Linked DNA regions of Sus scrofa: region 2 is linked to region 1. The links are chromatin contacts, called in public HiChIP or PLAC-seq maps. All regions are on one chromosome and are shown on one strand. Each heading gives the region's core, a stretch centred on a gene start, on an enhancer-like site or on the middle of the called end of the contact. The rest is flanking DNA. Distances are from core to core; before and after follow the strand shown. Region 1 holds the start of SETD7 (histone-lysine N-methyltransferase SETD7). Region 2 holds the start of NAA15 (N-alpha-acetyltransferase 15, NatA auxiliary subunit).

The links. HiChIP or PLAC-seq counts read pairs in DNA pulled down with a chosen protein or histone mark.
Region 2: an H3K27ac HiChIP or PLAC-seq map of skeletal muscle shows a contact between it and region 1. The contact joins the promoter of NAA15 here to the promoter of SETD7 in region 1. A contact is called at or near these places in 2 of 47 Hi-C or Micro-C datasets (heart right ventricle and skeletal muscle) and 2 of 2 datasets of contacts at active chromatin or transcription factors (alveolar macrophages and skeletal muscle).

The regions. Positions count from the first base shown.
Region 1 is chr8:87,476,228-87,480,662 of Sscrofa11.1, forward strand. SETD7 (histone-lysine N-methyltransferase SETD7) reads left to right here and starts at 2,039. Exons shown (of 9, transcript XR_002346776.1): 1 at 2,039-2,375; 2 at 3,200-3,332.
Region 2 is chr8:87,689,865-87,694,354 of Sscrofa11.1, forward strand. NAA15 (N-alpha-acetyltransferase 15, NatA auxiliary subunit) reads right to left here and starts at 1,449. Exons shown (of 20, transcript XM_003129186.6): 1 at 1,049-1,449. The coding sequence starts at 1,102.

The DNA of each region.
Region 1 (4,435 bases), core at 789-3,288:
GTGCATCAGGATCTGCTGAGTTAGGAGCTCAGCCATCGCCACCGCCACCCCACAGTATGATTAAGAGCTCGATTGATTTTCTAGCCCATGACCACATCGGTGGGGACAGAGTTCGACAGAGGAGACTGGCGGGAAGCCAAGTGGAAAGAAGGCTTTATGAAATGAGCTCTCAATGAAGAAAACTGTGGGAAAGAATGCGATGGAAGCAGATTTGGGGCCAGTAGATGTGGGAAAGTAGAACTCAAAAAACGCTCTTCAGTCTCGAATGAAAACAAAGCATTTTGCAAACACAGGAAGAGGATCCAGTGTGTGAGAGACTCAGCACTGTTTATATAAAACAGAATATTCCTCTCTACACCATTATCACTGACAAGGTTTAACCTTCCTTTTGCACCATGCACTGTGCTGGGTTCTGGGGCTCTTGAGAAAGATCAGTCAGTCCATCTAGAGAAAGGGATTGAAAACACACACAAAGTGATTTGTAAAAAATGCAAATGGATCTTACGGAAGTCATCAAAACATTTTGCCTAAACTTTGGACCCAGAGCCAGCAGCATGAGTGGTGGGGGAGGGGATTGGGACTGTGCCCTGCTGCTGCCTGTCTCATGTGCAAAACTGAAGAAGGTTCTGGCAGGAAGGCCCTGGTTGCTTTCCACTCCACCCCTTACTAGTCCAGAGGAGGCCTGATGCAGAGATGGGGGCTGTGTGCAGGGTTCCACGTGTTCTCTAGCAGCAAGTGGAAAGTGAGCACATGACAGTTTGGGTGGGCAGGAAAAACTTCATAGCACCAAGCTGGACATCCTCCTCTAAACTTAAAGTTAGGGTAGGACACCCCTGATGAGATCCCTCCCTCCTTCCCTCCACCCACATACCCAACCCACTGTGAACTTGCTGCGACTCTGTGACCCCACCTGTGTATTTCGAGGGGTGATTTCTTCCAAACTACCCTCCCTCTGCTTCAGCCCCTTTTGAGTAAATACATAAATAATGTGTGCTGCCTTTAGCTTTCAGTATCTTTTAAAAAGATAAACTGGAAACTGGAGAAGAAGATGATATCTGGTGTGCTGTGTGCACCAGTATAATATGAAAGAGAGGCGATGATATGCTTAAAAAGGGAAAATAAGAAAAAATGTCATGTAACTCAAAACCAGTGAGTGAGTAAGCTTGGTACATGGTGGGGGGAAAAGAAAGAAAGAAAGAAAGAAAAAGAAAGAAAGAAAGAAAATTCTGTTTCTATGGTTCATGTTTACAAATGATGTAAAATGAAGTGGTTCTTTCATCTTCCACTGCAGAAACCCCTTCTCTGTGTAGCTTTGGAGCCAAGTATCTGCACTGGAAACCTTTAATAAGAAGGTTAAATCTAAGCCAGAAGACTTTTGAAAGGTATTGACTAAGCTGGGGAACCTCTGAGCAGTCTAGCCTAAGCTGGGGGACCTCAGAGTGTTCTAGTCTAGACTGGAGGGTCCTTCTTCCAGTGTCGCAGCACCTCTTAGCTCCTAAGGGAGGAACTCAGGCCAGAAGAGGTGGCCTCCCAGGGTCCCTCTGCAGGTGAGCAATACCAAGACCCAAGTTTCCTAACTCCTGGCACAGGACCCTTCCCTCTCTTTCTGAAACAAAGGGGGTTGAAATTCCTGGCAGAGTATAGGACAAATGTTCCTAACATGATTCTCTTTTTCACAGAGGAAAACAAAACAAAACAAAACCAAAACCAAAACCAAAACAAAAACAAAAACTGAACTTAAGGAGAAACTCACAACACTGGATAAGAATACCTGGCATTTAAGCCCAAAGCCAAAACCAAGGCGTGGTCTCCCGGTACTGGAAGTACTTTGAAATCCCCCAAGTCTCTTTTGCTGTTCAGAAAACAAAATAAACAACTTTCTCTTGCTCCCTTCTATCCCCCCGCCCTCTCCGTGCAGTAGCTGTTCTTGGCGGATGCCCAGAGCGGCACCCGGTAATTCCACGGTACATTGTGTACATTTGCATCCATTTAGCCAGCTATTTACAGCCGCCCTTTATCGCCACCTGTAAGAGGCAACGCCATAATGACACTAAGTGGCGCGGCCGGGAAGCGGGCGCCCTGTGATGTTCTCCACTTCGAGAGCCCGAATCTGTGAAGGGGTTGGCACTCGGAGGAACAGGGAGACGGCTGGGGACATCCCACGTACAGGGCGAGAGGCGCGAGAAGGAGGCGCGCCAGACAGAGGGTCCTTCCCCGGTAGCTCCACTCGGTGGTTCCTTTTCCGTTACCACAACCGCGAGGAGGGACCTGCCGGGCCTTCCGCGCGGCTTGTTTCCTGCCTGGTAAAGAGACCGCTGCCATTTGGATCTGGTGAATTTCTGAATCACCCAGGACGCCTGACGGTCCCGAGGAGGGTGAGGACGCAGCGCACTAGGGTTGGAACCTCATCTGGGCTGGATGTCACCCCCACCCCGTGTCTGGGAAACCTGCTCGCGGATGTGATGCGGCAACGCGGGGGACACCTGCGCTCCCGTGCGTGCCGCACTCGTGCAGCTCCGGGTGGCAAACGAGGGTGAAGTGAGGGCGAGAGCAGAAGGAAGTTAAGGCGCTGGAGCGTCAGGAACGCTGCCTTAGCTTCCCTTGCCCTTTGGAGGCTGTCCAAGGGGCGGGGGATGGGAGTGGGGGTGGTGAGCACTGCCCGCGGACTTCCAAGTGGTCCCCCGCACAGGTGGAGGTCGGGAGTTCTGAGCCCCTGGAGGGCGGGTACCTGGAGGTCCCGAGCGCTCGCGAGGAGCCCACCGAGCCCAGGCCCGGCGTGGCGCGGTCGGAACGCACCAGGCAGCTCAGAAGCAAAAGATAAACCCTTCTGGGCCCGGGGGCTGATGGGCTGGGGCACGGAGTCAGCGCGGACTCGGAGCGCCTTTCGTTTTAAGAAGCCTTACTTCTGGGAAGGGACAGGGAACTGTCAATCAACGAGGGAGGGAGCGCACCGGCGCTGGGTGATGTCAGCGGATCAGCTGCTCGATAACAAAGAGGGGGTATTACAGGAGAAAGTTGCAGCGGCGGCGGCGGCCACGGCGGCACCCCGAGCCTCGGAGGCAAGGGGCAAGTGGGCGAAGGGAGGAGGGACGGCTGCTGCCGGAGCAGCTTAAGGCCAAGGAATTGAAAGGGCTGTAGGGGGAGGCAGTGCGAGCCAGCCCCGACTGCTCCTCCTCTTCCTCCTCCTCTAAACTCGCAGGGTTCAGCCCCAGCGCTCGCTCAGCCGCCGGGAGCACCCGGAGGGACGGGAGGCAGCGGCGCGGCCCCGAGCTGGGCAGGGTCCCCAGCCGCCATGGATAGCGACGACGAGATGGTGGAGGAGGCGGTGGAAGGTACAAGCGTTTCTCTGGGGCCGGGGGAGGAGGCGCCGAGGGCACGGAACGCGGAAGGAGTGGCGGGCTGCGACCCGCGCGGCGCAGGGCCCCGAGGCCGCCACTGTCCCCTCCGCGGGTGGCCCGCTGCCCGGCTCGAGCAGGGGCCGGACAGCCACGGCCACGCGGGCCGGAGCGCGCACTGCGCGGAGGGGCACAGGCCGGGAACGGGGCTCGGCTGGGCCGGGGTCCCCCGGCGGGCAGGGCTGTTCCATCCCGCCCGGCCACCGCCTGCATCCGCCCTCGGAGTTGCGAAACGTGCCCCGCGCTCCGGCCCTTCCCCCTTTGGGGGATGAAAGGTGGGGGTGCGTAGAAGGACAGCCCCCCTGCGGCCGGCGGTCTCCAGGGAGCAATCCCCCTGCCCGGTTTTGGCAAGCTCGAGCCCCTCTCCGGTCGCCAGCCCTCTCCTTTCGCTTGCCTCTGGGACCCGCGGTGACCGCGGCCGCGTCCGGGTCGGTTCCGCGACGCAGTGCACGGGGCCGAACGGGGCACGTGGCAGCCTCGGGCCCGGCGGTCGCTCCTCTGAAACAGTGAAATCATTGCAGGGCCGTAGGCGACGCTCCGGACCCGGGGCTTGAACGCACGCCGACCGGGAGGCGGTTGGCCCTGGCCTCTGCTGCCCCCGAGCGAACTCAGTCAAACCGCCCCTCCCCCTCCCTGCTTCCCAGGCGGGTGCCGCCGCCGCCACGCTGTGCAGGCGCGCCGCAAGCCCGGACCGAAATTGCTGGGTGACACTTAACTTTCTGAATTCCATGCAGTTGGCTGTGGGTGATATCACCGCCTGGGTGTCGTGTTTCTCCGCCCCTTCGCTTCTAGCGCCCCTCCCCCGACTTTTCTCGCCACTTTGTTTTGCTGACTTTCTCCACCTCTTTTTTTTTTCTTTCTGTCTTTCTTTCTTTCTTTCTTTCTTTTCGCTAGTTCCAAAAAACGAGGTGGGGACGTTATACAATCTAGTTGTTTGTGTCATGAGATGTTATGATTTTGTAACAGTGAATACTGGAAAATACTCTTTAGCGTATTTATTTGCTTCTACTCGACAGTACGTCGTGATGTTTTGCGATGTT
Region 2 (4,490 bases), core at 199-2,698, 210 kb after region 1:
TGCCAAACAAAAAAAGTGCTACAATGTATTAACTATAGCATCAAAGTTGTAAGATAAATTTTACAACGTAAACAGTCCTCTAAACATGGCTGCATTTATGGTATTTAATAAATACAAACTACACACATTTGAAATGCAAGTAACTATCTAGCCTGAGCTAGTATCAGAAAGATCCATTCCAGAAGTTCTCTTTGCTGCCTATTTCTTGCATCAGTGTTAATACAGTTCAATCCACAAGAAAACCTGGGTCTAGAACTTCTCAACTAAAAGCTCTTAACTTTTCACTTCCTACTGGACCGCCCCCTCGCAACGCGCCCCACCTCCCTAGGAGGGTGATGGGGTGGGGCTGTTTCCCGCTCGGAAACTAAGAAATAAATGTCTCTTCCCTACTTCAGAAAAGAGGGAATGAGAGAGGCCGAGAAGCTGCAGACTCAAGCAAGCTACTGACTACAAGAAGATAGTCATTTAGAAAGCTCCTTTTCCTCTTCTTAACTCCTTTTTTCCTTCCCTCCTTCCAGGCCGTTCTGTGTCTCCAAGTCGGGCGGGGACAGGTGAATCCCAAGAGGAAAGGAAGAGGGAGGGACGGACGATGGAGGGAGAGTCGCGCTTGGGCAATGAATGAGCTGCGCTGCATCCGCACCACCTGTTCCTTCCAAGGGTGCCACTTCGGCCTGCCAGCATGGTTCCCGCACCACCCGAGCCACCACTCCTGCCTGTGCTGCCCACTTCCCTGCTAAAGACCAGGCCTCTCCTCTCTCCGTTCGGGGAGAATGAAAACCGGCAGTCTAGAAATTAGGAGAACGAGGCCTACTCCGGAACCACGGCCTCCGAAACGTGAGGACGAAAGGAGGAAGACTGTGGTCCCTGGCGCGCGAGCCCAAGTGGGAACCAAAAGAAGGGAACGAAGGAGTGCATTCGGCCTGACTAGGAGTACGAAGGCGGGGTCCCGGGCGGGGGTGGCCTGGTGCCCGGCGGGCCGAGGTTAGAGGTGACAGGCCCGTGTACCGGCTAAATCCTCCACACTGCTTGCCCAGAGCCTCACACTTACCAAGATCCGCTTGAAGAGCGCGTTCTCCTTGGGCGGGAGGCTCACGGCCGGCATCGTTCCGGCTCCTCCCGCTGCTCCCGCCACCGCCCGGCTCGGTCAGTCTGCTTGTCCGACCGCCGCCGCCGTCGTTCCCTGGCTGCTTCAGCCTTGACTGCCCCGATCCACCGCCGCCACCAGGCCTCGGGTCACCGCGTCGCCCAACCTCGACACCCCTTCCCCTCGTAGTCTTTTTTCCTTTCTCACTTAACGCTACCACCGCTTTCCCCCCCCCCTTACGGGTCTCCGTCGGCGGTTCACGTGGTAACTGAACAGACCGACAGAGGCAGCCAAAATGGCGGACGCGGAGGGCTTTCCCACCCGGGTCACACCTCCTAGTACGCAGGCGCGATGACCTCCTTTCCCCACCCCTTGGTCCTGAAGCTTGCTGGGAAACCTGGAGCTGGCGGCTGGCCGGGGCCGGGAGGGTAGCGGCAAGCCCCGCCCACCCTTTCAGGTCCCAGCGTAGGAGGCGCGGGGGAAGCGAGGGGAGAGTAGCCAGCTGCTGTTCCCATCGCCTCCTCATCAAAAATAGCCTTTCTACTCCTCCTTGCTAAATTGGCCTTTCATTCATTGCGTAGAGGCTCCCTGTGCGTATAATCATAGTTTGAGCCTAAAGTGCTAAAATGTCGGTGTCCAAGAAGCGCCGTGTTTCCGGATGAAGTGCCAATTAGGTACCAGAGGCGAAGGAGAAATGAAGGCTTCACCCCAGTGGGTATTTGTAAATAGATATAGAGAAGATGGAGCTTAATGGAGTCTGAAAAGCGTGAAAGAGTTAACCAATTAAATGGGCCTGGCTGGGTATCGGTGATTTACTTTTACTACTTTAAGAGGACCCTGAAAGATAGCCAGACCCTGAAGTGCCATATTTGCACTGCTAAAGAAACATTTGAAGGTTAGAGTGTGTGTTTTTATTTTATCATTGAGTTCATGCAATGCAGTGTTGAGGACTGTATGAGTCACCTTGGGATAGTGAAGCATTCAAGGTCACTGACGCCCTTAGAGCTGGTATCAAGCTAGTGCTTAGCATTGTGACTCCCCTTCATTAGAAATCCTGAAATCTTAGGAAGCTGAAGAGTATCTGGCAAAGATAATAGAGAACTGCTGCAGTAAGCAAGGTCAGACTAGATACCGAATAGAGCCTCTTACAATTTCACTCACAATCAAGGTAAAACTATTTTAAAAATGGCAGTCTATTAATGACTGCAAATCATCACATATGAGCTATTTTTTACCCTTGGTTGTTTGCGATTATCTCTTTCCAGATCATGAATTCTATCAGCCGTAGCATTCTTTGTGTCATGCATCATTAAATAATATACACAATAGTTTTGATCTTTTAATCATATTTACACAAATACTTTACCCTCCTCAGCTTGCTCTTTAATCCTCCGTGGAAGGTGTGAGTTGAGCAACACATTTACCCATGGAAAAATCTGAGACTATTGCTTGGATTTTTGAGTACCCTCTCCTTTTGCCTGGGTCATAAGTAAGGCTTTAGCAGTCAAATCTGGAATTTCCTCAAATTCTCTGATCTCTTTAAAAGTTTCATGAAACAACTGCCTCTGAGTTTTGAAGTATGGTTTTCAGGGTTTTTTTAAACTTTAGCTTTCTAAAAAAATAATAAGACCCAAAACAAATTTAGAATCCATAAAAACGGTTATTTAGTGATAACCTTCAAACTTCACTGCACCTCAACAGATCTTTCAATTATCTGAACTATTAAAATATAGAAATACCGTCTAACTTAAGATAATAATTTTAACTTAGCTACCAACTGGGGTTTCCAAATCTCTAGCTTTATACCCAAAAGCCCCTGTAGCAATATTATTTGCTATGGTTTCCGAAATTTCTCCTGTAAATAATACGCTATTTTCACCTTGGGGGAAGAAAATTTATGTTCTTGAAACAAACAGTAGTTTCCACCAGGAGCTGAGTAACTGAATAGATGAACCAGCAATATGGTTTGGCTACTATGTTCTTTTTGGCTGATAACAAATAAATAGCAGTATTTAACACTCAGTGAATACTAGTCTGATTCAACATTTACGTGAGTCTTGTCCCAGTTAAAGTGCACCTACAGATAGCTGTTGGACACACAGTCAATGATTTAATACTCTGAACTCAGCAATAAAATATCTAGGCTGATAGATCACCGCTATTTGACAAAGAGAGATCCATTTGATGGGTTATGCTTTGAATGAGGGCCATGCAGGGAGTTACATCCAAGGCTAAATGATGATGATGATGATGGTTAGTTCATTCATCCTAGCCCATGTATTTGCATGTTACTATTGTAACAAATTAAACATAAATTAACAAATAACTTTTCCGTAGTTTCCAATTGTGGCTTAGTGGGTTAGGAACCGGACATAGTGTCGGTGAATATGTGGGTTCAATCCGTGGCCTTGCTCAGTGGGTCAATAATCCAGCGTTGCCACCAGCTGCAGCATAGAGGGTGAAGCTCAATCCTCTGTTGCTGTGGCTGTGGTGTAGACCAGCAGCTGCAGCTCCGATTTGACCCCTCACCTGGGAACCTCCTATATGCTCCTTTGGCAGCCCTAAAATACAACAACAAAATAATAATAATAATAATAAAACCTTTGTACTGTTTTCAAGTTTTGCTCCTTTTAAACCCTCACTGGGAGGTGTGAGTTAAGTACAGTGTTTCCCAGTGGAACAATCTAGGACTAAAAATTTGGTTTTCTGGCTGCTAACTCAAATTCTTCCCCCTTTACCTGGGTCATAAAGTTTTGGCATCAAATTCTGGAGATGCTTAAATGAATGTCATGTAGCAACTTCCACCAAAATATCATAGCTATTACCTCCTGGCTGGAATTGCTTCATCAGGATTCTTTTCAAGATGGAGTTTCACCTACAGCTGCCTACTCCAAGTATAGGGTTCCGTCAGCTCTGACATGCTGAGAAAAATGTGCTTCTACTTCATCACTTTCCCAAAATATACACTAGTAAAAGGATACATGGAGCAAAAAGAGAAAATAGCCTTTCCAACAGCAGTCCTGAAATTAGTAATTTGCCTACTGGCTCTGTATGCTCTGACTAAATATGGCTTCTGTTCCAGCTTGTTGGATACTAGCAAAAGCTGTGTCTAGACAAACTTCCAAGGGATGGTGTAGAAAGGATATACAACTGACAGGTTGCTGAGTGGACGAGAAGCCGAGAAGTTGAGAACCAACAACTGACTCAGCATGTTAGTTGGGTGGTTTGCTTACTTGAACATGAGCCCAAGAGGCTCAAACTAGGTTGCAAACTATAAAGTGACTCACAGTTTAGCAATCTATGCAGCCATCAGTTGCATGTAAAAATGAACCAGAAAACAGAGAACACTTATTTTACTCTCTAGTCAATAATTTTTGGTTAAATTTTTTTTTCAATGACATTGCTA